2 separate regions of the Anas platyrhynchos genome follow, and region 1 is linked to region 2. Evidence: chromatin contacts called from public Hi-C data. All regions are on one chromosome and are shown on one strand. The core of a region is the stretch at or near the end of the contact, and the rest is flanking DNA. Distances in the headings are between cores, read along the strand shown.

What was found. A called contact is a pair of places that touch in the nucleus more often than the background predicts.
Region 1: a contact with region 2 is called in a Hi-C map of liver, with 1.9 times the contacts expected there. The contact joins the promoter of GARNL3 here to the enhancer-like site in region 2. A contact is called at or near these places in 2 of 8 Hi-C or Micro-C datasets (liver and subcutaneous adipose tissue).

Annotation. Positions count from the first base shown.
Region 1 is chr18:14,506,462-14,511,274 of IASCAAS_PekinDuck_T2T, reverse strand. GARNL3 (GTPase activating Rap/RanGAP domain like 3) reads left to right here and starts at 3,407. Exons shown (of 29, transcript XM_072025502.1): 1 at 3,407-3,725. The coding sequence starts at 3,670.
Region 2 is chr18:14,388,204-14,393,146 of IASCAAS_PekinDuck_T2T, reverse strand. RALGPS1 (Ral GEF with PH domain and SH3 binding motif 1) reads right to left here. Exons shown (of 22, transcript XM_072025506.1): 14 at 149-275. Among named protein-coding and RNA genes, the nearest start is that of ANGPTL2, 42 kb to the right of the region's middle. Within about 2 kb of position 1,381, at least 1 of the 8 cell types and tissues checked has an H3K27ac peak or open chromatin away from gene starts, as enhancers often do. A contact at or near this core is called in subcutaneous adipose tissue, where this site is marked.

The DNA.
Region 1 (4,813 bases), core at 2,158-4,657, 120 kb before region 2:
CCCTCATCTTATTAGGCAGCATCCAAGTAACCTTTCCTAGTTCCACCTCTGTGTGCTTATTGTTTACAAAATAGGAAAAGAATTACTGATAGCGTGTTGTAAGGGAGGAAGCCCTTTGTGCAAAGAATGTTGTTTTTATCATGTTTAAGATTTATTACAGCATCGAAATGATAGCATGCTACAGAAATCTGATGTGCTGATCTTTCTCATGCAGAGGGTCTGTGTTTGCATTCCACTCTGGCTGGAATTTTGACGTGCTTTTGGACTTCGGTGTGGTGTAACGCCAGCCCACAACTTATTCAGGCTTTTCATTTCAGAAGACCTTCTTAGGAAGGAGTTGATTGAGGAAAAAGCTCAGTCTGAAAAACTGAAGTGAGAATCTTCAGCATTGTTGTAGTTTCTAAGGCCTGTGCAAAAGTAGGTGGTGTTTCTTTTCTGTTTGAAAGAGAGGTGGTCGTGTTTTACATGTTGGTATTGCTTTTTCAGGATGACAGTGGGCACTACAAAGCAAATACTTACATTTGAATGAGTGCATGTTTTCTTTTTTACTGTTTTATACCTAGTGCATAGAAGGGAAGAGGAATAGGGTAAATCACAACTGTGTCAAAGTACAAATTAAGTGGTAGGTTCTTTCTGTTTCATTACTTCCACAGAAGTAGGTTCTTCTGAAGGAGTGAGAGAAATGAAGCTTCACTTACGGCACGCTTCTAAAGCAATTTTGAGAACAAGCAATCATAGAGAACAAATATTGTGGTTTAGTACAAAATTCTGAGGAGTAATAGTTTGTTGTTGTTGTTTTTCTCCAGTAAATTTTTTTGCTTCTCTAACATGGAAGATCCCTTGAAGCTGTTTTACTTGGTATGCCTATTCTTGTCTGTTAGGGTGTTTGTCAGTATACAAGCAGTCAGTCTTAAGTTTCCTGTTTTACTAGGTGAAAATTACTTTTGGCTGGTATGTGGAATATATTAATTTAGGTTTGCAATAAATCTGTTTGTGGTAAATGGTTGGATTTGTGTTCTGACATTTAAGTTATGATGTAATGGACTCTATACATATAGTCTGCAAACAAGTGAATTATTCTTTACAGTGTTTAACAATACAAGACTAATATCAATTATTTCAATTGATTTCCAAAACTGGAAGATCTTTTCAATACATGGGAGGTAATCCTTTATTAAAAAAAGCAATTTTTACAGTTAACTAGTATAAAGACTTGTTTGCAATACTTAACCAGTTATCTTGTAGTTTCTTGCCTGTAGACATACGTTTTAGAATCACTTTAAAAAAAAAAAAAAAGTTGGAGTTAGTAAGGTGCAGATTTTTGTCTCCTGTTAGCTTTGAAGATTTGTCAGGGTGCTGCTGTCATGTTCATACTTTTAATATTGAGTAAAATCCCGATAATATAGATAGTGAGGGGAGATTACTCTCCAAATTATTAAATGTTACTGATTTAAATTTGATAGCATGTCATGATTCTTTCAGATAGACATAATGCTATAATTACATGTATGAGGAAAAAAGTGTGCAGGAGAAAGCAAGAAGAGGTGTTACTCCAAGAGTACTCCATGCATGGAATTCTTGCTCTGTTTTAGCATTAGAGATCAAAACAAAGAAAATAAAAAGTATATAAGTATATTTAAACTTTATTCACTGAGCATCATGTTCCAGACTTAGATGCAGCCATCAATTGCCTGCAGTTTGCCCTTTCTACATTGACTTCCAGAGGTTGAAAACTACCTTGGGACAGATACATGCTTCTCTAGTAATACCAACCAGTTTCATGTGAGGAGATGGATGAGTGGATGCAATTTTATTTATTTATTTATTTATTGACCTGAGGAGCCACCTGCCAAACTGAGCAGCTGCTGGACATGTAACTTGTAGGTGGTCCTACAGAATAAAGGTAAGCTGGGTTCCAATTGCATTTTATCACTTTATTCATGCTTGCAGTTTGCTTGTGTTAATCTACCGTTAAACTCATAGTCCAACTGTGTTCCATTAATTCCTTGGATAACAAGAGTCTCTCTACCTTTTCTGGAAGGCTTTCTCCCCCTTCTTCCCCCTTTTATTGAGCAGCTGGTAGTGTGACTCCTTATAAGCACACATCAGCAGAATTAATAGTGAGGTGTAATGCTGTGACATAGAAGGAAGAGTAAGTTACTGATAGAGGATGCAGACTTACTTAGACATAGCTTGTATTATGAAGCTATCCTCAGGTGTCAAAATGTTGTAAACTTTGCTTATAGAAGATCCAAATTAATTTTCTGGTGGCTGACAGAGTAAGCAGAGAGACACAGAATGATATGAATTCTGGAAATGGAACTCTTAGCACTAGGGTAGCTTTTCATTAAAATCAAACCACAAAGTTTTAGTATGTTACCTGAAGTTGCAATTTCATGGTAATGGTTGTAAAGAAAGCTAAGACACACAATTACATCGTGCAATAATTCATTACAGTTTACTACCTGGATGGTTGTGGTATTTCATAATACACAGTAGTGCACTTAAGTTTATTACAAAACATGCAAGCCATTGAAATTATTGAAGGAGTTGGTGTAAACAGAGTACAGCCATGCAAGTTATACATGTAATTACTTGAGATGCAAGTTGTTACTCTAGCAAAGAACTGTTTCATCTTTAGTCATAATGGTTGATCTTAATACTGGTTTCAACTCCTACTGCAAAGTTGTAAAATAAGTCTTCACATGGTCAAAGTACTTTATGTCATGCTGTCGTGCTGAGATTCGTGATGTGAAGGTGATAAGCATTGACTATGTTTACCTCTTGGAAAGGTAGAGAACAATAGCATATACATGTATCTACATTAAAGGAGAAAGCAGGGCTTCACGCACTTGAAAGTGTTTCCCATTTGGTTTGTGTTAGACTCTTAAAGGCGTGCAGGGCTTGTTGAAGGCTCGATTGGAATGAAGTGGTCTGGTGTCCGCTAGCAAACCAAAGATTCTGTCCATGTGCTGTCTGAATTTTCAACTTTGTGAATGAAGTAATACTTGATAGAGCTGCCATTCTGTCCCCTGGTCAGGTTTCGCCCTGCTGGCTGGTTGTGTTTGCACATGACAGAATAGTCTTGTAAGATGACTGCACTTCTGAAGCTTTCGAGCTGTAGCCAGCCAGGTTGAGAAGACCTTTTTATGTGCCTTTACTGATATAACAGTAGCCAGATTAAGTCTGGCTTCTAGGATGCAGCAGAAACCAGAAGCGGACAGTGAGCTGGCAAGACTATTGCTGTGCGGAATGGTTTCCTCGGTGTTTTGCTCCTATTAAATAGCAACCAGCTCTGAGAAAACGGCTCTACAGGAGCCTGCTTCTCTACGTCCCGCGTTTACCAGGACAGAGTTCGCGCGGGATGCTGCCGCGAGCCCGGCCCCTCTCCGTGGAGGGGGCGCGGGAGGTCCTTGACTATGGAGGAGCCCGACGACCCGCAGGGCCCGTTTGTTCTCCTCTCGTAGCCAGCTCCCGGCTGCGGCGGACGGGCCGCTCGCTCGTGGGACTACAGCTCCCGGCGTGCCTCGCGGCGGCGCGGCACCTCAGCGGCTGGCGCGCCGTGCCTGTGCGCCAGGGCAGCGGGATGTGTGAGGGGAGCTCTCGTCGTTTCTCCCGAGCGGGACGGAACCGCGGAAGCGACGCGGGAGCGGTGAGGCCTCCGCACGCATGGAACTGAGAAGCGCAGAGGCGGTCTCCAGTCGGCTCCTCGGCCTCTCTCAGCGGTACCGGAGCCAGGGAGGCGGGGGACGATGTCGGGTGGGGCGCGGCGCGGGCCCGCGCTCACGGTGGCGGTCGGACGGTGCCGGAATTGCACCGGCTGGGACCCTGCGTGTGGGGGCCGGAGGGGCGGTGCAGGGCCGGCCCCCGCGCAGCGGAGCGGTGTGAGTCCCGGAGCTGCGGCCGCCTCCCGCAGGGGCTGTCGCCGCTGGCGTGAGCGGGGCCAGATGTGCTGTCCTCGGGGTGGATTTCTCAGCCTGTTCAAGCGTCATGCTCGTGCAGGCAGGTATCACTGAGAAAGCAATGTCCGATTACTCGTCTGCTTAGCATGTTTGTACCCGTGCCCACCTGTTCAATGAAAATAGATTAACAGCTACGATGTGTCAAAGGGCTGACAAGTAATGATCTAGATGGTATGGAGACAGGAGAGCTGAAGAGACATGTAGGCCTTGTAATCAAACAGGTGCAGTGTGCAAGCTCACCCCTTTCTGCCACTATTCTCCCCCCACCTCTCCCTCGTGAATTACTTTAAAGTGTCAAAGTCCTAAACCACAAAACTTTTGACGTGACACTAGGATACTGAAATTACGTGCTTAAGTGTAGATTATCTGATATGTGGAAACTTGCTTTGCCATTTGACTTTCAGGACCGTTGAAGTTTGTAAGACCCTGTGTTCCCAAACAAATGGGTGAGGGAAGTGGAATATATCCTGCTAGTGTACAAATGGGTTTAAACTGCTTTGTTTGTTTGTTTTCCATTGGAATAAGGGCTTGTCTGTATTAAAACACTTTACAATAAAAGTAAATTCTAACTTATTAAATCAAACAGATATGAGCCACTGGTAAACTAACATTAGCATTTCAGTGCTGGCAATTCACCTTAATACCATGAAAACTATTTTTAAAATTGTTATAACTGGACCAACAGTGTTTTTCTAGTGTAGGTCAGGTCAGGACTGAGGAAGAATGCAATGCAGTGAAGAAAATTAAAAAGAAAAGCTTTTATGTATAATTCTGATTTCAAAAGGACTGATAGTGTGTGGAAGTTAGGTATATTTGGGGTATTTTGATTCAGGATGCAGAAGGACAAAACT
Region 2 (4,943 bases), core at 132-2,631:
GAAAACCTACAAAATAGACATTAAAGCCTGAAACTCTCCTGCAATACAGGAAAGGGAGGAGGCAAAAGCAAAGAGCGTTCTGCTGCCAGATTAAACCTTTGTGATGTGCAAAATTGCCTGATGGTGAGACAGCCTGGTGTACACCCACTTGTTTCCCAGGCTGTGACTCTTCCTGTGCCTTGGTACTGGAGGTGTAGGAAGACTTGCTGCTACTGAGGCATCAGGACATGTTGGTCTCCTGCTGAATTTCATAATTGCTGACACTTCAGATGGACCTAAAAGACACACATAATTTAACGTTGAAGTGATGCAAAACCCATAAATGTCATGGGCTTGTGTGTTTAGCTGCTGATTAAAATTAATTGCTACAGATATACTGAACACACCATTTCTGAGTAAGTATTTCTTCCACGTTGGGGTTATAGCATCCATTTCTACTATGAATTCATCTCTATATACTTGAACTGCCTGGAAGCAATTTTTAAAACAGCTTTGCACATACTTTCAACAATAAACTCCTACAAAAAAATCTTGGCACCCTTAAAAAAGCTGGATGTGCTGAAGTGTAACATGCAGAACCATACAGTCCGTTTGTACCTCGGGTGTGAGCAGGGAGTGTTTTACTCACAACTCTATGTTGTTAATAAATTGTAAACAATCTGCTTATACTGACTCACTGTTTAAGCATGTAAGAGAAAGCAGAGGCTTTTCACGTATCTATGTCCAGACAGATGTATTATTTCTCACTCATCTATGAGCTTTAGCAATGTCTCATTGCAATTATTCTTCCTCTCATTTAACACATTTTATGAGGCCCCATGGAAAATGTGGACAAGATATTCTTGTTCCAGTTCCTTGATGCAGTTTGCAAAAGATCAGCAACGAACTCTGCAATACAGCAGTGAACAACAAGTCCTATCATCATACTCAGTGAATGCAAGGCTATTCTTGGCTTCACAATAAACAGTTAAGATTTCACTGATAAATATTTGGTTGTGATGTTGCTACTCATGACAGAAGTGGGAATGGCGGTCATGAAAGTGGCTGTCTGCCCCGCACCTGCTTATTTCCAGCCTTCATACAGATTAGGTAGCAGCAAAACAGATCCAAAAAAAAAACAACCAACCAAACAAACAAACAAACAAAAAAGCCTCACAACAAGAAGAAATAGGAAACTTTCTAGCAGCCAAGAGAAGAAATTAAGTTCATTAGAAGAATTTTCAGTAACACCGTTCATCAGATCATCCTTTAGTGGGAGGAGAAAAGAAGAAAAAGAGAAAACACACTAAACCCTGTTTTCTGCCTTCTTCCTGTACACCATCATATATAGGAGGGGATTTTTGCCTGCTTGGCTTTGCTACCATTTGTTTATCACAACTGAGAATTTGTGAAACATGACACTAGTAGCATGAGTCACTGGCATGTGGCTTCAGACTATGTCTTATGTTTAAAGGTCACATGCAATTCTAAAAAAATGCACTTTTAATCATTTCTTGATCCAGAGATTCAACCAGAACCATATGCCTGGGAGGTCAGAAGAAAAAGGCTGAGTACAATGTTCTGCTACATTTTCAATTAAGATGTTGCATTTCTATGAAAACGTTAGAAGCTTTTTCCCCAAGATGAAGAAGGTTCACTCTCCTCTTCTGCCATGGAGGCTGAGCACCAGTTAGAGTATAAACAGAAAGTGTGATGCCCCTTAATGTGGCTACAGGATTGTTTCAGTTTTCTATGGCTACCTGTTGTGTTGTTCAGTTCTTTCTCTCTGGTGCTATTGCCAGTTCTAAATCATGATTTACATTAAATCCTTTTAAGTGGATGACATTACAGTTCACTGAGAGCTACTGAAACAATGTTTAATAAATTGTTGAAACTACAGCCTGTTAAAGAATAGCAATCTCAAAGCACAGCCTTAAATGAGTACTAGTATATTGCAGTGCTTTTTCACACAGCCACTATGCCATAGAAAATTTAACAAAGTTATTTAGATGTAATACATAACAGTTTAAAGGATTAAGTTTCTTACCACGGAAAGTCACTAAACTCAAAGCAGTAAGACTGTTCAATTAGTTTGATTCTAAGACAATGTTCATTGACACAAAGCAAGGAGACTACATCAAAACATCTATCTAGAGAAAAAAACAGCAATATAGCAAGCTTTGTGCTGACACAATCAAGCCATAACAAAATCAAAGAAAGTTGGCTTTATCTCCAGGTAGTATATAGGTTCAAACATTATCTGTAACAAAAGCCTCTAAATAAAAAATAGAGATGATGTCTATCAACAATAATAGATCTTTGAGAATCTACAGTGCACTTTAGTTTAGGAAATGAAATCCCCACTTCAGAAGCATGGGGTAAAATTTACACTATGAATATAACAGAAACAAAAATATTTGCAATCATTATAAGTTAATTATAGCAAGAGCTTTTATTACCTGGACAGAGAAAAGAAAAAGTTTGTTAAAAAGAAGTGAAACAAATGATGTAATATGACTAAGAGGACTGTGCATCTCATACTGAGGACTGATATAAAACCTGTTGTATCAGACTTCAGTACAGGTTAAAATACTGCCCGAGTAAGTTGAGGTGTCCCAGTGGTGACAGAATTTGTTGGAATAGGTGTAGGAGCCTTACAATTTAAGCCAACAGTTCCAACCTGGCTTCCTTACCATTAGACATTACAATTGCTTTGATCAGTCCTGTGAAAGGAGATAATGGACTTATTCTAATTCCTAGTTAGGTGTCTTCAGGGAAGATCCCAATGAAAACAGAATGTTTTGTGGGAGAAGGTGAAGACAAGTATCAGATATGCCGATGATACTCTCTGGAGTGACCATTTTCTACATAGTTCTGTATCTTCTTCATCTCCAAGGCAAGAGAAGAAAATATATACAGTTTGTCTCTGTTAACTCTGGGTTAAGACAAAAAGAATCTGAGCCTATAAACCTTTATGAAGTCTTTACATCTGCTTGGCTGTCAAATGTCTATGCAGAAGAACTGAGAAGTTCAGAACTCTCGTTAGACTGGAACACTGCTGCAGGGTACAGTCAATTCAGTAAGAAGACAAGGGGCGCAGAGGGTGTCAGCATGAGTTATGGAGCACAGGGGAGATGACCTCGTTTCTGTAAAGGGGTAAAATATAAGAAAGCCTGTGCCAAGAAGTATGCCAAGGAGGGTAAGTGGTGAGATGCTGATGAAACCTGCACAGACCAAGGGACGTTTATGGTCATACCAGACTGCTGAGCAATTAGCTGGGGGACAATGCCTGAGACTGCTGATAACAAAACTCCAAAACTTAAATTCATTTGAGAATGAGTTATTTTGCCCTTCCCCCCCCCCCCCCCTTCTCTTTTTTTTTTTTTTCCCTCCAACAACTGAAGTCATCTGCTACTACTAACTCTCTTAACTCTCCTGGCTCCACTCCTAGTGCATACTGTTACCATGATTGCTATTCTGTTTTTTTTTGCCTTTCATGGAGACAAAGCACTCTTAGTAGGATTTTCCAGTCAGCTGGCAGTAACAAGGGTTAGTTTGGTTTTCATTATTTCTCAACATCATTTTCAAGTCTATGCTGACATGTAGAAAAAATAACGTATAAAAATATTAAAACGTTATTAAAAATTGTTTGCAGTAGGGAATGTAAGACAACTTCATCAGAATGAACTGAGTACTGTTTAGCGGTCTGTGGCAAGAACATTTGGAAAAGTTTACACATGTCCCAAAGGATCTCACTGGTTTTTTTCCTTTGCATAATTTTTCCATGAATAATCCTTCGAATGTTATAAATGAATGTTACTTTTGCAATCCTTCAGTAGAACATGTGAACATTTACAGTCTCCAGAGCTTTTAAATAAAGCAACAGGGTGAAGAAGTAATGGTTCACAATTTTTATTTGCTAAGTCTATCAATAAACCAATACTAGGCATCCAAACAAAAAAAATCTGCAATGATTTGCATATTATATGATGAAAAATTTAAGTGACACAATTTTTTTGTAGAAGGTAAAAACAGCTTCAACTAGTTACTATTTTTTCATGAGTAGCTAAGAAGCAAAATTGGTGTTTACTAGCTCTGCTTCTAAAACTAAATAAGGACATTCTAAGACACAGATTCTCTACTTAAATCTTTGCTGTGAATTTTGACTTTTCTGTTGCCATTGTAACCAAAGTCAGTGAGTAAAACTGTCAAACACAAAGACCTACTTGCAAAACACACCATAAGGAAACGAAGAAGAACGTTGTGTATGCAACCAAGAAAGACATAAAAATTATTAAATCTAGAATGACGGCTGTTGTCAAAGCACAGATTTCATTTTCAAAGTATTGCAACTAGATCCTGTCGATGCATATGACATGCAGTGTTGCACTGGCTTCTCAGACAAGAACATGGTAAGAACAGGACTCTGGCTGCACTTTTCCGCTGTGCCCCACAACAAATCTCACTTGAAAACAAAAAAACCTAACAAACCATTTCTAATACCATGCACCCTGGGAATACAGGGAACATAAACACTTCTGCCACATGATCCCTGTTGCTGTAATTAGTGTTCTATTCTAAGGTAAAGATAAATTTACAAAAAGTAGTTTGGCAACATTACTAAAAGTAAAGTGCATTTTTTTATCCTAAGGACAACAACTAGTATAGAATATTTGTCTACTTTGGCGATCAAGATTTTCTAATTCTAAAAATTTCACAGAAAGAAAAACTTTAATTCACTGTTTCATTACAGACTTTGTGTTTTTAAACATTCACATTTATTTAAAAGGAGTTATTTCCTTTTTTCCTCAAACTTAATTGACTTGCTTTGGTCAACTAATGCCACCCCCAAATTCATAACAAACAAACAAAATGAGATATTAAGAGAGAGGGACCTGGTGTTCTTTTGATTCACTTCACTTTCAGGTTCTATTTTTTAGAACCTACTTTACATTTACAGAGCT